Linked DNA regions of Xenopus laevis: region 1 is linked to region 2. Evidence: chromatin contacts called from public Hi-C data. All regions are on one chromosome and are shown on one strand. Each heading gives the region's core, a stretch centred on a gene start, on an enhancer-like site or on the middle of the called end of the contact. The rest is flanking DNA. Distances are from core to core; before and after follow the strand shown. Region 1 has its middle 16 kb from the start of babam1.L. Region 2 overlaps nr2f6.L (nuclear receptor subfamily 2 group F member 6 L homeolog).

Region 1 (6,826 bases), core at 155-2,654, 46 kb before region 2:
ACAGCATGTTGGTAATTGGAAGATTTTGACAATTGTTTGAATCTCCCAGTCCCCAGTGCCAGTAATTCGGGGGAACAGCCCTAGGGGAGCAACAGATAGTAGGTGAGGGAAATGTGAGCGGAAGGGGGGGGGGCGTGTAAGGGGGTGCCAGTGACCTAGGGCGCTCCATCTTTAAATCTGGCCCTAAATAGAAATATCTAATTGCTGCTGTCTAAGATAAGATAAATTATGTATGTGTAAGCACTTGTATTTAAATCTTTGCTTTCTAATAGTAGTGCAGCAAGATCAAAATTTATATTTCTGAAGGTTTGTAGTTAGCCCTTTAGTTGGCTGGTTCAAATAAAAGGGGGTGTCATAAAATGTTGATTTTATTTTATTTCAGGTTCAGTCCTAATCTTTATTTCAGGTTCAGTCCTATGCCCCTAAAGCTGGGCATACATACCTGGATTTGGTAGGGTAGTTGGTCGACTTTGACCATACTGTTTGATTGTCTGCACATGTATGTCAATTTGGGGAGAATTTCAACAGACTTTTTTGTCCAAGCTGAATATTTAATTTCCTGATGAGCCTTGATAAATGCATTGTGCATCACCAGACGAGGAAAGAAAAGCAGCAACACCGTTGCACATTCTTCAGATCTAAGGAGGGCTGCCGTCAGACAGGAGACAAACAGAAGTTCTGTCAACGGCTCGGATGACTGCAATAAGGACAGTGTTTCAGCAAAATGGGTTGGGCAGGTCTGAGGTGTGGCCATTTGAGTGTAGGAGCCCCATATGGTACATTATGTCAAGCCTCAATCCAAGCACTCATTTTGGTTTAATAGTGCAAGTGAAAATGCACCCACTTTCACTCTCAGAATTTCATTAACTTCAGTAGATATCTTTCCATGTCATTCCTGAGTGCCGTTATAAGTAGTGATATCTTTTTTTGTATGTGATCCCATATTTTAACTGACCAGGCATGAAAGATAGATTTGTGTATGAGGGTTAATACAATTCCAGACTGTTTGGGATGCAATCTACATTATCAGAACTTTATCTTTCTAGTCACTCCAATGCAAATTTAGGTAGCCCCCTGGAACTTAGGTCCAGTTTGTAGACCTCCATCCTGTTCATGTTGTGGGGTCACAGGGTGCTACATTGTCACTTCTCAGCAGCTTAAGATAGTTTTTTTCTCTGGAGGTGAGGTTTCTACAATCAGACAAATCCAGATTCCTAAAGGTGGCCATCAGGGTTGGACTGGGTCCTTGTGGTCCACACCCACCCAGTCTTGCTCCTCATCTGCAAGTAAAGGCGCTCCCTCCTGGTCTCCCCTTAATGTGGCAGCAATTGAAAAATTCAAGGTATGTGCAGGGATAGGGGGCACAGGTATGATTGTGTTGCTGGCATATGGAGGACCTCAACAACTTTGGGTCCCTGAGATGGCAGACCCTGTGGGCCCCAGACCACCCATTCTGACGTTGGTGGCCATATATTGGTGACATATTGAAGCTGCTGATTCAGCCCCTTCAGTGGACAGCATGACTTATTATGTATAATTCTGCTTGAATTTGTGAGGCTCTGGCGCTATGGTGGAGTGTGCGTTCCAACTGGATTTTCAAGGGACGCTGGGCTATTCCTGTAAGTCTAGACAACCGGAAGTGACGTCAAGGGCGTGATCCGTATTTGGGACAGATTGATATGCATCCAGGAAAATGTTAGATGCAGGACGCACGCTATATTGGAACGCATTTGCGTTCCACCAGGATACTAGGTGACGCTGCCTTACCCCCTAAGAACAGAGGGGCGGAAGTGACGTCAGACGCCGGATTCTTATCGCATGAACTCAGCATGGACTATAAAATGATACAGACAGTAAGGCTCGTTCTGCCTTTTTGATTATCTCTTTATTTTTGTGCCCCTGATGAAGACCCTTAAGGTCGAAACGCGTTGGGCTCATTATGATTTTGTTTTGTGTATTTTTTTCTGTTAGATATTTTTTCTTTTTTGTAATAAATTAATTTTGGCTTTTTCAAATCGGGTGTGCTATCCATTCTTTGCAGCAGTTATATATTACATGGAGACCCTCATGGGGAGTCACCTATGGATTAGCACCCCGTAATTTAATTTAAAAGGGTGTGCGCCTTCTCTCTCTATTTTTTTAATTTCCTTCAGACCAAGAGGCAGCTTATCTGCCCATGTATGGGCCCATTGATGGGTTTCCCGACTGATAGCTGGCAAAAAAATGGCTAAATATCATTTGGCCAGGTGTGAAGATCCCAAAAGTTGAGGAGTACATTGATATGTTGTTGCGGTCCTCATCTGATGGTTTTCCTTGGGCTTACATTTGGATCAGCTTAATTTAGCCCAGCACAAAGGTGGTCAATAGTGATGGGCGAAAAATTCGCAAAACGGTGCCGGCGTCTCGTTTTTGACGCCGGCTCCTGTTTTTTTGACGCAGGTGAATTTTCGAGGGCGTTTCGCAAATTTATTTGCTGGCGGCGAATCGCACAAATTCTGAATTCCTGAATTAATTGAAACCTAACAAATATGTGTGTGAGAGTGTGACAGCTTAAGTAAAAGTTCTGTGTAACATTTGGCAGTACAGAAATAAAGGATAGTCATAATAAATTGCACCCACAAATAGGCCCAGACATATGCTAAATAACAGATGTGTAGAGACAGGCTAAAAATAGGTTTCATTATTTTTATTGGACATGCCACACTGACTACATACTATAGCTTAGAGTCTCCCAAGAAACAAAATAATAAGCCTATTTTTTTTATCCTGCTCCCATAATTGCTTGGGTGGCATTAATGCAGAATTTCTGGTTCAGATATTGCAAAGCAAATTTTAATGTAATTATGTTTCTGCTGGGAGAACACAATAATGTCTATTTGTGTGCATAGGTGAAGTAATTATAGTCTGTATAAGCTAAAATCAGGTCTTGTTTATGACTATATACAGACAATTATTTGCTAATATAAGAACAGGCTCAGAAAATGCTGATTTCCAGCTGAATCAAGCCTCCTAGCAACAAGAAGTATGGCTGTTTCCTGGTTAAAATGACCTTTGATGCCATATCCCTATTTTAGTTTCTTTTCTGTGCTGTAAATAACATAGGCAAAATGTAAATAGGGAGGTATATTTTATTCCTGGAACCCTTATTGGACAGGAGATATAACAAGCTGAAATGTATCTGTGTGCTGGTAATTACATGGAGTGCTGGAACAGTCCGTAAGATAGAGTTCAGCTGTGGCCTGTAGGAGAGAATCCTGCTAACAGAAGAATGTCCTTAAAAATAACGCTGAAGGTCACTCCACTGATTCAGCTTTAATTTGCTTTAAAACTACTACTGAGTGCATGCCAATAAAGGAAAGAATGCTGGAGGAAAAATATTAAATTATGTTGGAGAGGGCAGGACAAATTTATGTGGTGATTGATGGGGAAAAACCCATGAAGTGAACGTGATGATTTAAATATCTTAGGTTGTCACTGAGGTGAAGGGGTTAACGCCTATCAACACAAAGGTGACTGCAGGGTAAGGACTTTCCCAGGCTGGTAAGAGAGTGGCAGATGTTATAATTGCCACCAAAATATTCCCAGAATCCTCATGTCCCCATTTTCATTCCCCCGTCCCGCCTTCCAAACAGAGAGTGAGGTCACAGGTTAATACCAGGGAGGGGAGGGGTAGAGCTAAAGAGGGCAGAGGTTAGAGCTCTGAGGAAGGAGGGCAGCGAGGGCTTTATGCACATTGTGGGAGGGTCTGCCTATAATAAAGGTGCGCCTGTTTCTTAACCCCTATTTTTATTGCTGTCACTAGAAAGCGAGGCACAATTCGCTGACTGCCATGCCAATACTCATATGACATACAAGTCACACGAGGCATTGAATGGTTGTGACTGATTCATGGAAAACTTTGGATGGTATCCCTGATTTAATTTTATTACTCTCTAATCCTCTCACTCCTGATCTTAACCCAAAGGTCATTCTGTGCTTTTGTTCCCAGTTGTCTGAAATAGTCTTTGTCATGGTGACAGTAGCTACCTTTGCACAAACTGGCCAATGGCACAACGCTGAGAAAAACACACAATGTATTAAAAGTATATAAAACACACCTTGCTACTTCCCATTTTCTTAAATGGGAAAACCCTAAGAACAGAAGGGTTTAGGGTTGCCACCTGGCCGGTATTTTACCGGCCTGGCCGGTAAAAATGATGGTTGATCCCAATGTTATTAATAGGGAAAAAAGATAAATATATAGGAAGGTCTGTATTTTTTTCCAGAAAAGGTGGCAACCCTAGGGTATGCTAGGTTGCAGGCTATTGCATTAGGGACAAAACATGTAGGGGTTGCCCATCCTATCTGCTTCTCTTGTAATCCAATTGGTTGGCTCTTAGGTGAGTTCCCATTCTTAACTACTTAGTACACAGCTAACCATTGGTTTTATGGAAGCTGGACAGTGTCTAGCTAGCTGAGATGGTAGGTCCTTGTATTTTCTTTTTTTTAGATTTACAATCATGCGGATGAAGGCCAAGAATTGTTGGTTGAAAGAGGAAAGGTATATGCCTGGTGCCCCCCCCAATTTGTGCCTTAAGGTGGCCATACATGGGCAGATAAAAGCTGCCGACAGACCGCGTCGGCAGCTTATTGGCCCGTGTATGGGGCCCCCCGACGGGCTTCACCGATCGAGATTGATCTCGATCGGATGGGACAAAAAATCCCGTTGGATCGCGGCCACATCTATTCGTTGATGCGGTCCCGCGATCCGACCACCCGTTAGGCATTGCTAGGATCCGATCGTTGGGCCCTAGGGCCCACGATCGGATCAGCCCGATATTGCCCACCTCAAGGTGGGCATATTGGAGGGAGATCCGCTCGTTTGGCGACATCGCCAAACGAGCGGATCTCTCCATGTATGGCCACCTTTACACACATACTTTTTCTGCCTACCCCTAGTTCCTGCCCACTAGGGCCCACGATCAGATCAGCCCGATATCTTCCACTCAAGGTGGGAATATCAGGGCAAGATCCACTCCAAACAAGCGGATCTGCCCATACATGGCCACCTTTAGGCTAATGGCACATGGGCCTGTAGATCTGATTTTCTTTGTGCACAAAATCTGCTTTCATCAGCTCCTGTTTGTACCTATACTGACAGGTACTCTGCCAGCCTGTGTGCAGACACACAGAATATATCTAGGCACAAATTTTGTGATCATAATTTTATATCACTTGCACAGATACTAATGAAATGGGACCAGGGAATGTGTATTGATCACTCCCCACTCTTTTGTATGTTCCCAGTCCAGTGTAGCCTTAGCCAGAACAGAAACTTCAAATTGTCCACAATGTGCTCTATGTTTTGAAGAACATTCACCTAAACTGCTTTAATGTTTTTCTCTAGTTAAATGTCATGATTTTTATTAGTTGTAATATAGGTGTGTAGGCAGCCATTTCAGGTCATTTGCCTGGTCATGTGCTTTCAGAAAGAGCCAGCACTTTCGGATGGAACTGCTTTCTGGCAGGCTATTGTTTCTCCTACTCATTATAACTGAATGTGTCACAGTGGGACCTGAATTTTACTATTGAGTGCTGTTCTTAGATCTACCCGGCAGCTGTTATCTTGTGTTAGGAAGCTGCTATCTGTTATGTTTTGGTAGCCGAGGATGAGTAGAGTATAACAGTGCTTTATAAGCAGGTTCATGCAGCCATTACACTTCAACAGTAGCTTCAACTCTAATACTTTTAAGCAGTATAGAAAGTAATATATACATAGTATAACTAATGTGCAAAGTGACACCTACAGGCTCTTTGTATAAACACCACACTATCTGGTTACCTTCCCATTGTTCTGTTGTTAGGCTCCTGGGGAGGGGAAAGGGAGGGGGGAGACATCACTCCAACTTGCAGTACAGCAGTAAGGGCAGAGACACACGGTCAGTCTCAGGGAGATTAGTCGCCTGGCAACAAATCTCCTCTTCTTTGGGGAGACTAATTTCTCCGAACTGCCTTCCCCTGCCTTCCCGCCGGCTAGAATGAAAATTGCCAACGGGATGGCACTTGCAGCACTTCGTTTTCCGAAGTTGCCCGAAATTTCCTTGTGAGGCAATGTCGGATGACTTCAGGAAAACAAAGCACTCCGAGTGCCATTCCGCTGGCGATTTTTATTCTAGCCGGCGGAAGGCAGTTCAGGGAGATTAATCGCCCCGAAAAAGAGATTTATTGCCGGGCGACCAATCTCCACTAATCTGACCTTGTTTCTCTGCCCTAAAGAGTGACTGAATTTTATCAGCGCACAAGTCACATGACTGGGGCAGCTGGGAACTGACATTAAAATATAAAATTGAATATAAAAAAATCTGTTTGCTTGTTTGAGAAATGGATTTTATTGCAGAATTCTGCTGGAGCAGCACTATTAACTGATGTGTTTTGGAAAAAAAATTTTTTTCCCCATTACAGTATCCCTTTAATAAAAGAAAGAGACATCCTGCAGAGACCTTCCAAAAGTGCCATTGAAATAATGCATAAATAAATGCAACATCAAAACAAACTGATTACAATGCTACATTATATTCCTCAGAAACACCAGAGAAAACTGCTCCAAGCTAACCCAAGCAGCTGTTATGGCTTCAGCATTCCTGAAGAGGTCAAATGTTCACAATAAAGCTTCTACCAATGCCAACCATCTTCATATAATAAATGCAGCATGTATAGAGAATGTTATGGCTCAGAAAGCTCATGCATTGAATATTTTCCCCATTTTATATAATAAATATGGTTTGTACATAACTTCCATCTGTAAAACATTTTCATTTAATAAATGCAGTATGTATAGAGAACTTAA
Region 2 (7,138 bases), core at 3,544-6,043:
TAAAGAATGGATGCATCAACAATTCAGCCTGTTGTGGGTCACCACAATTTTTGTATAGAGACAACAGATGCCAGCATGGGGGAGTGCATTAATGAAGAGGATCTTGAAAAGCTAATGCAGTGTTTGTGTTGAGTATGTGGGGCTGCCCAGCATGGTGTGTGGTAGTGCTTGCACAAATACAGAGGATATCTGGATACAAATAGAGGAGAACTGTTTGTGTGGGTTAGAGGGAACATGGGGGAGGGAGACCAGCATTACCAATGCTTGGCGTGAAGAGGTGGAGGCTAAGGGGGAAGGTCAGTGCTGTGTGTGTTAGGGGACAGAGAGAGAGACTAACTTTGCCTGAATAGGCTCAGAAAGGAGAAAAAATCTGTAGGGTAGAGGGGGGGGGGAGAGGCCATCAGCACTTTATATATAAAACATGAGAGACTCATTGCTTTGTTTCATACACAAATACACACAGGAGTAGTGGCTGTGTGTATGGGCACAAAGGCCAGGAGTAATTCATTGGCAACTTAGAACAGGTGAGAGGAAAAGATTACGGAGGAGGCAGCATAGAAACGTGCAGTGCTTGTAAGTGTAAGAATCCACTTACTGCAGGAGAGAGGCAACATAGAGAATGTCTGCCACTGGGTAGCCACAAAAAGGACATTGGTAGTTCAAAAAGAGAGTGTGGAAGCAGCGTGTCTGCAAAAACAGCAAAGTCAAAGCTGCCATGGTAGTAAAACATTTGAGGAGAAAGGGCAAGATGGAGGGTCTGCATATGTTTTATATAAATAAATGTGTTTGGGTGGGGGGGTTGGTCAATCCAAATTTGCCTCAACGTTTTATTTATAGGGTTATTTATGACATGTGTTGAATCTCATGAATACATTTAAAATGGGGCAAATTAAGGCTGCTAGACCAGAGTTTTCACAGCAATCAGGAGGGTTTCCTAGGAAACAAAGATGAAAAGTCACCACTCTGGAACTGGCGATCAACCGTGCATCTTTAAGTCCTCAAACAAAAAAAAAAGCCCATTTAAATGTTAATGGATGTAAAAGCATGCAAAAACTATATAAAATAGATGGGCCAAAAAATACATTGTTAGCTAAGATATTAGGGTCCGTTAAGAAATACATATGTATGTATTTATTTATATGGTACTATTGTAGAAGCTGCCCTTTACATTTTTAACATATAATAATACAATAAATATACAATAAAATAAATATACACAGTGGCAAAAATAAATGTACACACAGCAACAAACTGGCATATGTCGAGATACAGGAAAAATGTAGAATCTGCCATTGATGTTTTTCAGCTATTACTTTGCTTTTGATGATTGAGTGAACACCATCTAAATTTGGCTTAATCCTGGGCAGAATAATTCCTTCTTAGAACCCACACATTGTAGATCGGGATAGAGGGTCCAGTTTCTGTTTTTAAGGCGTGAATATCTTAAGATTTTTGAAGTATAGAGGCCTTTAAATATGAGGAGGCTAGTCTCCTGAAAATGCTTTTCCACAAGCAAAGATCTGGTCGATCTGGGCACAATCAACAGCAATGGTTATCTCCACTGATTTACATGGCATGATATATAGGCCCCATAGTGTTATGTGTAGCTGCATATGTTGAGATCAAATGAGAAAAAAAACCTTTGCAAAAAGCATATTTGTACCCAAGGTCATGCTTTGGTCATACTGCATTCACCATTTACAGGAATTGCTCATTTACTTCAGCCCAGATGAAAGTGCTTAAGGCAGGGATCCCCAACCTTTTTCACCTGTGAGCCACATTCAAATGTAATAAGGGTTGGGGAGCAACATAAGAATGAAAATGGTTCCGGATGCCAACGAAGGACTGGAAGCCTACAGAAAACTCTGTTTGGCAGTACACATGGTTTTTATGCAATCAAACTTGCCTCCAAGCCAGGAATTCAAAAATAAGCCCCTGTTTGAAGCCACTGGGAGCAACATCCAAGGGGTTGGGCAGCAACATGTTGCTCACGAGCTACTGGTTGGGGATCACTGGCTTAAGTAAATGAGTAAATTACTTGACTAATGCTAAATGCTAATTTACTTGACTTGTGTACATGAAATTGCTGTGCTCTGCATCTCACGCTTAATTAAAAATCCAGCTTGAGGTGCAGAGTGCAGCGCTGTTCAGGTAGCCCTTAATGGTTTCTGACGAAGTGACCGTTATAGTCACGAAATGTGTAGAGCCATGCACCCCCCTGCCTCGCTCATCCATTTCTGAATTTTCACATCTTTTTAAATGATTCAATAAACGTGGATTTTACTTCTACTTTTTTACTGGTGCATATCTACCCTACCATTGAGCCAGAAAATGCGCCTTTAATTGAATTGTTTAGCCCTAAATGTAACACCTGCTATAGTCTCTGTGACACTGTTCACCTGCCTATGTGCCTCTCCCTTGCAGCCCTGTGTTTATAGGAGATGTGCTTAATTTTGGACATGCTGTCCCCTTTGCACTTTGCCCCAGCGCTTTACTTCGTAAAATAGCCCTATACCCACGACCTTCAGCTACCTATGAGTGCACAATAGACGTATCACGTAGTCTAAACAAGGCAATACTACAGAGTCTCTACTTTAAACTTTAACTGCATACCTCCCAACTGTCCCATTTTTCAGAAGACAGTCCTCCAATTTCCCAAGCTCAACCCGCAGTCCTGGATTGTTACTGAAATGTCCAGACTTTCTCTTTGATCTCCTTCACAGAACAGCCAGAAAAAGATGTACAGTTTCTAAAACGTAATTGGCTTTTGGCAGAGAGCCCAGAATACGTTGCAGGTGCACTTAGATACATTTGTTACAATTCAGGATAAGCAGGTCTCTTGGGGAAACTGACTTGCAGCTTAATGGACAATTCACCTTCATTAGCTAACCATTCAGATCAAATAAAGTAGTAAAAGAACAGATCAGACAATGTTCTGCCCCTGACAGCAATCGTACAAAAGTTATGTCCGACAAAGCTGGTGACAGTCTCCTACTGATATCGTTAGATCAGCAATACATGCAGAGATATTATCGAAATTTTCTAACCTGTCCAATCAACTGAACTACTTTTTGTCATCTCACGACAAATGTCGGGACACTCCACACACAACCCGAAAATGGTACGAAACGTAGATTCGTACGATCAAATCTTTGCGTCTATGGCCAGCTCAAGGGAGTAAAGTTGTACGTTCTGTGTTAGAACCTCTAGTCAATCCCATTTTGAGTTTCGCTCAGGCTTTGCTAAGTTCCTCTCTGATATTGTTTCATATGCCAGAGTGCACTTTTTTCATCCTATGCACAAAGTAAAAGTATGGAGTTACCCAGAAGCATAGCGCACAAGCATTTTTATTTATTCTTTATTTATTTGTCTTTAAATTTTACTATGTTGCAACATAAGGGTAAATTGAAGCAGATGGACTTCATGACTGTGGAAAATAGTTTTTCTCTGACTTGTCCCTGAAAATAGTAGAATTTGCTAAACTGTGGTGGATCTAGTTGAGCAGATATGGGCCAATTTTTAGGGTGAAGACATACGCAAAGAGATACTAGTAGCAGCTGCAGAATGCCACAAAATACCCTGCCATTGACAATACTGAGAATTGCCTTTGCTTAACGTAGTGTGTTAGCAAAGCCAATTATCACTATTGTGTACTATTTTGCAGCCGTGACAAGTAGCTGCTACTAGTAGGTATGTGTGTCTTCACCCTAAATAGAAATCAGTGTGAATCACCAGTGCTAAAACATTTGCATTATATAGTTAAAAAATGGCTTCTGAGTTTTGCAGAGTTAAAATGTTTTAGTCCCGCGATTCACAATGACCTCTTTACAAAGGTATTGTTTTATGTTTTTGTCACTAGAGGATATTTAGCGAGGGTGGCAAAACATACTGTATGCCATTACTCTAAAGGGTAATGCTTAACCCACATGTATGCAGGACATGGCAGCAGCCTTTAAGGTTTGGGGGGGGGTATATTCAAGCACAGGCAGTGTTGTCCTCTATCACAAAACAAAATACTACTGGGGACTTATTTGCCTTCTCTGCTTCATAAATAAAAGGAACATGCAAAGAGCTGTGCTTACTTGAATATTTTGCCTCCTAGTCAGTTTGATCACAGTAGTTGCCAGTGTAGACACCAAAAATATCTCAATAAAAAAACTTCAGCTTTTCCCTGTCAACCCATAAGCAGACTGATTGAGATGCTAGATTTGTATTATTAATATATGTGTATTTTCTTAAACTTATCTTGTAATCTGTCTTATAAAACCACATCCTGGTTGCAAGGATCAGTATACCTATCAACCTGGTAGCTGTTAAAATGGCAACAGAAAAAAAAGAATACAAGTTAAACTATAGTTATTATTTGAAAACTGATTATTTAATCCCCCATCTTTTCTGCATGCCTTTATGTCATTGTATCAATTGTGCTGCATAGTGTTTTATGTGGTTTCTACAGGCTCTCTGACAAAAAGCAGTGCTAAATTCTAATACTAAGATCCCTTTTTCCGCAGCTGTCCAGCGAGGTCGCATCCCACCTGCACATTCCAGTGCCAGTCCCACTTCTGCTCCAGGAGCAGGCGAGTACTTCAATGGACAGCCAGTCTCTGAACTAATCTCCCAGCTCCTGCGAGCTGAGCCATATCCTGCTTCCCGCTATGGGTCCCAGTACACCCAACAGGGTAGTGTGATGGGCATTGATAATATCTGTGAACTAGCAGCAAGGCTTCTCTTCAGCACTGTTGAGTGGTCAAGGAGCATCCCCTACTTCCCAGAACTAGCAGTGGCTGATCAGGTCTCCTTGCTTCGACTGAGCTGGAGTGAACTGTTCGTACTAAGTGCTGCACAGTCTGCCCTTCCACTTCACATGGCTCCTCTTTTGGCTGCTGCTGGATTCCATTCTTCTCCAATGTCTGCTGACCGAGTCGTCTCATTTATGGATCAGATTCGTCTCTTCCAGGACCAGGTTGAGAAGCTTAACCGCCTGCAGGTGGACTCAGCTGAATATGCTTGCTTAAAAGCCATTGCACTCTTCACTTCAGGTGAGAGTAGGATTTGATCCCATAATAACTCTCTAAATTTTTATCCATCATATTTTTAAATCTATATATCTAAAATAAATGTATTTTTTCATAATTTTAGATGCCTGTGGCCTTACAGATCCAGCTCACGTGGAAAGCTTACAAGAGAAAGCCCAGGTAGCCCTCACAGAGTATGTGCGAGCCCAGTATCCCTCTCAGCCACAGCGCTTTGGGCGTCTCCTCTTACGGCTGCCTGCACTCCGAGCTGTTCCTGCATCACTCATATCTCAGCTCTTCTTCATGAGGCTTGTTGGCAAGACCCCTATAGAAACACTTATTAGGGACATGCTTCTCTCTGGTAGCAGTTTTAATTGGCCATACTCATCTGGTCAATAGCATCACTAGATGCTTAAGTGCAATAATATTGACTTGGGTCTCACCTTGGACACTTTTTAGTGGCAGGCCTTTGCCTCTTTCTGGAGTTCAGGCTCAACCTCTTTTGCAAGTCACAAGGGCACTTCCAAATTTCATGAGGAGACAACTTGTCTACAGACCCATGAATTGTCTCTCTGCTGATAATGTGTTTGGGTTACATCAGGGCTAAAAAACTGGTACTGGCAGAATGCCGCCTCCATTTTCTCCTTACCTGTATAAATACATTGTAACCCTTTTCTGAGTACTGTAGGATATTCTAGATATTCTAAAGGTGTTCTAAAATATGCTTTAAGCACCAAGAGTTTCAGATCACCACAAGAACTCTGTATGCATCTGTAAGCATTTGTCCGCCTCTGAGAGAGTACAGCTTAGTCCACACCTTGTCTACCTCTTCAGTGAACACTAATTTCCCAGAAGACAGCTGCTTTGTTCTTTTAAATGCAGCTTACAGGAATTTCACTATATGGAGAGTTGCAGAAATGTGGATATTAAACACATTTTATGTTCACTGAACTCTGTTAAGTACAGTGTCAGAGAAGTCAATTTGAAATCTTCTGGTGTTGGAAGGACTAAGCGAAGCTGTTTATCAGGGGCATGATTGTCTTGTAATCTTTCCCAATCCATTTTTTAATTTGCCCTGATGTACAGGTCTTTTAAAGGTTTGAAACACTGAAATAATACTTATAGATTTTATCTTTACTCTGAAATCGTTTATTCTGAAATATTTTACCTTTACTAGCTCTAACCAAATTGTTTCCTTAACACCTTTTTTGATACCTGTTAGTGCAAGGTAAGTCACTGTTCTTAATTACCCTGCATTTTTTCAGTGTGGTCAAAAAAAAAAAATGTTGTCTTCTTTTTCAAAGAAAAAAAAAATAGGCTCTCAAATTCCTTTATATGAAGCCTTTTTTATAATTGTGTAGTACTAAATCTTTGGGAGCAAATCAACCATATAAGTTGAATTGAAACAGTTCTTGTTGTGCAGTAGATGGTGCATTACAGGGGTGAGTGCAGGGTCAGCTTTTTTCTAACGGCCAAGGTAGAGGTCTGTCTGGCCTTGCATCAACACCTAACAAAAATGTTCTGCTACAGTTCACATGACCATTCTGCAGGTCATTGATTATTGCTTATGGCCCATAATTCTTAAAATCATTTGTGAGTATGTGCTGTCATATTATTATTATTATTATTGTCTGATTTCAGTCAGAAAAGGAGAGTGAGCTAAAATGAAGACATACCCTTTAGACACAATTTCTGCAGAGGTTTGAACAATATTGGTGAGTTTTTAAGGCCCCTTTAAAAGATTAAAATGGCTGTAGCTATAATGGTACTTAAAACGCATTACTTTATGTGTATACACTAATCTGTTAATCTCTTTTATATATGTTAACTATTTTTTTTAAGAAGCTTTATATCTTTAGTTTCAACTTTGTGTGAAAAAAAAATTAACTAAACAAGCTTTGATGTCTTTGATACCTTATAAAGTGCCAGGAGTTCATTGCCGGACCCCCAAAAAATGTGTTTAAGAAGTATATCCATATTTAGGGATTATGTAGGAATAATTGGATATTCATTAGTGTAGCTAATGTTCATAAAACAATTAATTACACAACTTTTTTTGTTTTAGTTCAAAGTCTGTGTCAGTCATCGCATGACAGTCTCTATTGTGTTCATGCCACTTCTAC

Evidence for each region. A called contact is a pair of places that touch in the nucleus more often than the background predicts.
Region 1: a Hi-C map of the XTC cell line shows a contact between it and region 2, with 1.8 times the contacts expected there. The contact joins two enhancer-like sites. A contact is called at or near these places in 2 of 4 Hi-C or Micro-C datasets (the XTC cell line and animal cap).

The regions. Positions count from the first base shown.
Region 1 is chr1L:121,471,834-121,478,659 of Xenopus_laevis_v10.1, reverse strand. No RefSeq gene overlaps it. Among protein-coding and RNA genes, the nearest start is that of babam1.L, 16 kb to the left of the region's middle. Within about 2 kb of position 1,404, at least 1 of the 7 cell types and tissues checked has an H3K27ac peak or open chromatin away from gene starts, as enhancers often do.
Region 2 is chr1L:121,429,331-121,436,468 of Xenopus_laevis_v10.1, reverse strand. nr2f6.L (nuclear receptor subfamily 2 group F member 6 L homeolog) reads left to right here. Exons shown (of 5, transcript NM_001086712.1): 4 at 4,512-5,039; 5 at 5,140-6,318. The coding sequence ends at 5,414. Among protein-coding and RNA genes, the nearest start is that of nr2f6.L, 19 kb to the left of the region's middle. Within about 2 kb of position 4,793, at least 1 of the 7 cell types and tissues checked has an H3K27ac peak or open chromatin away from gene starts, as enhancers often do.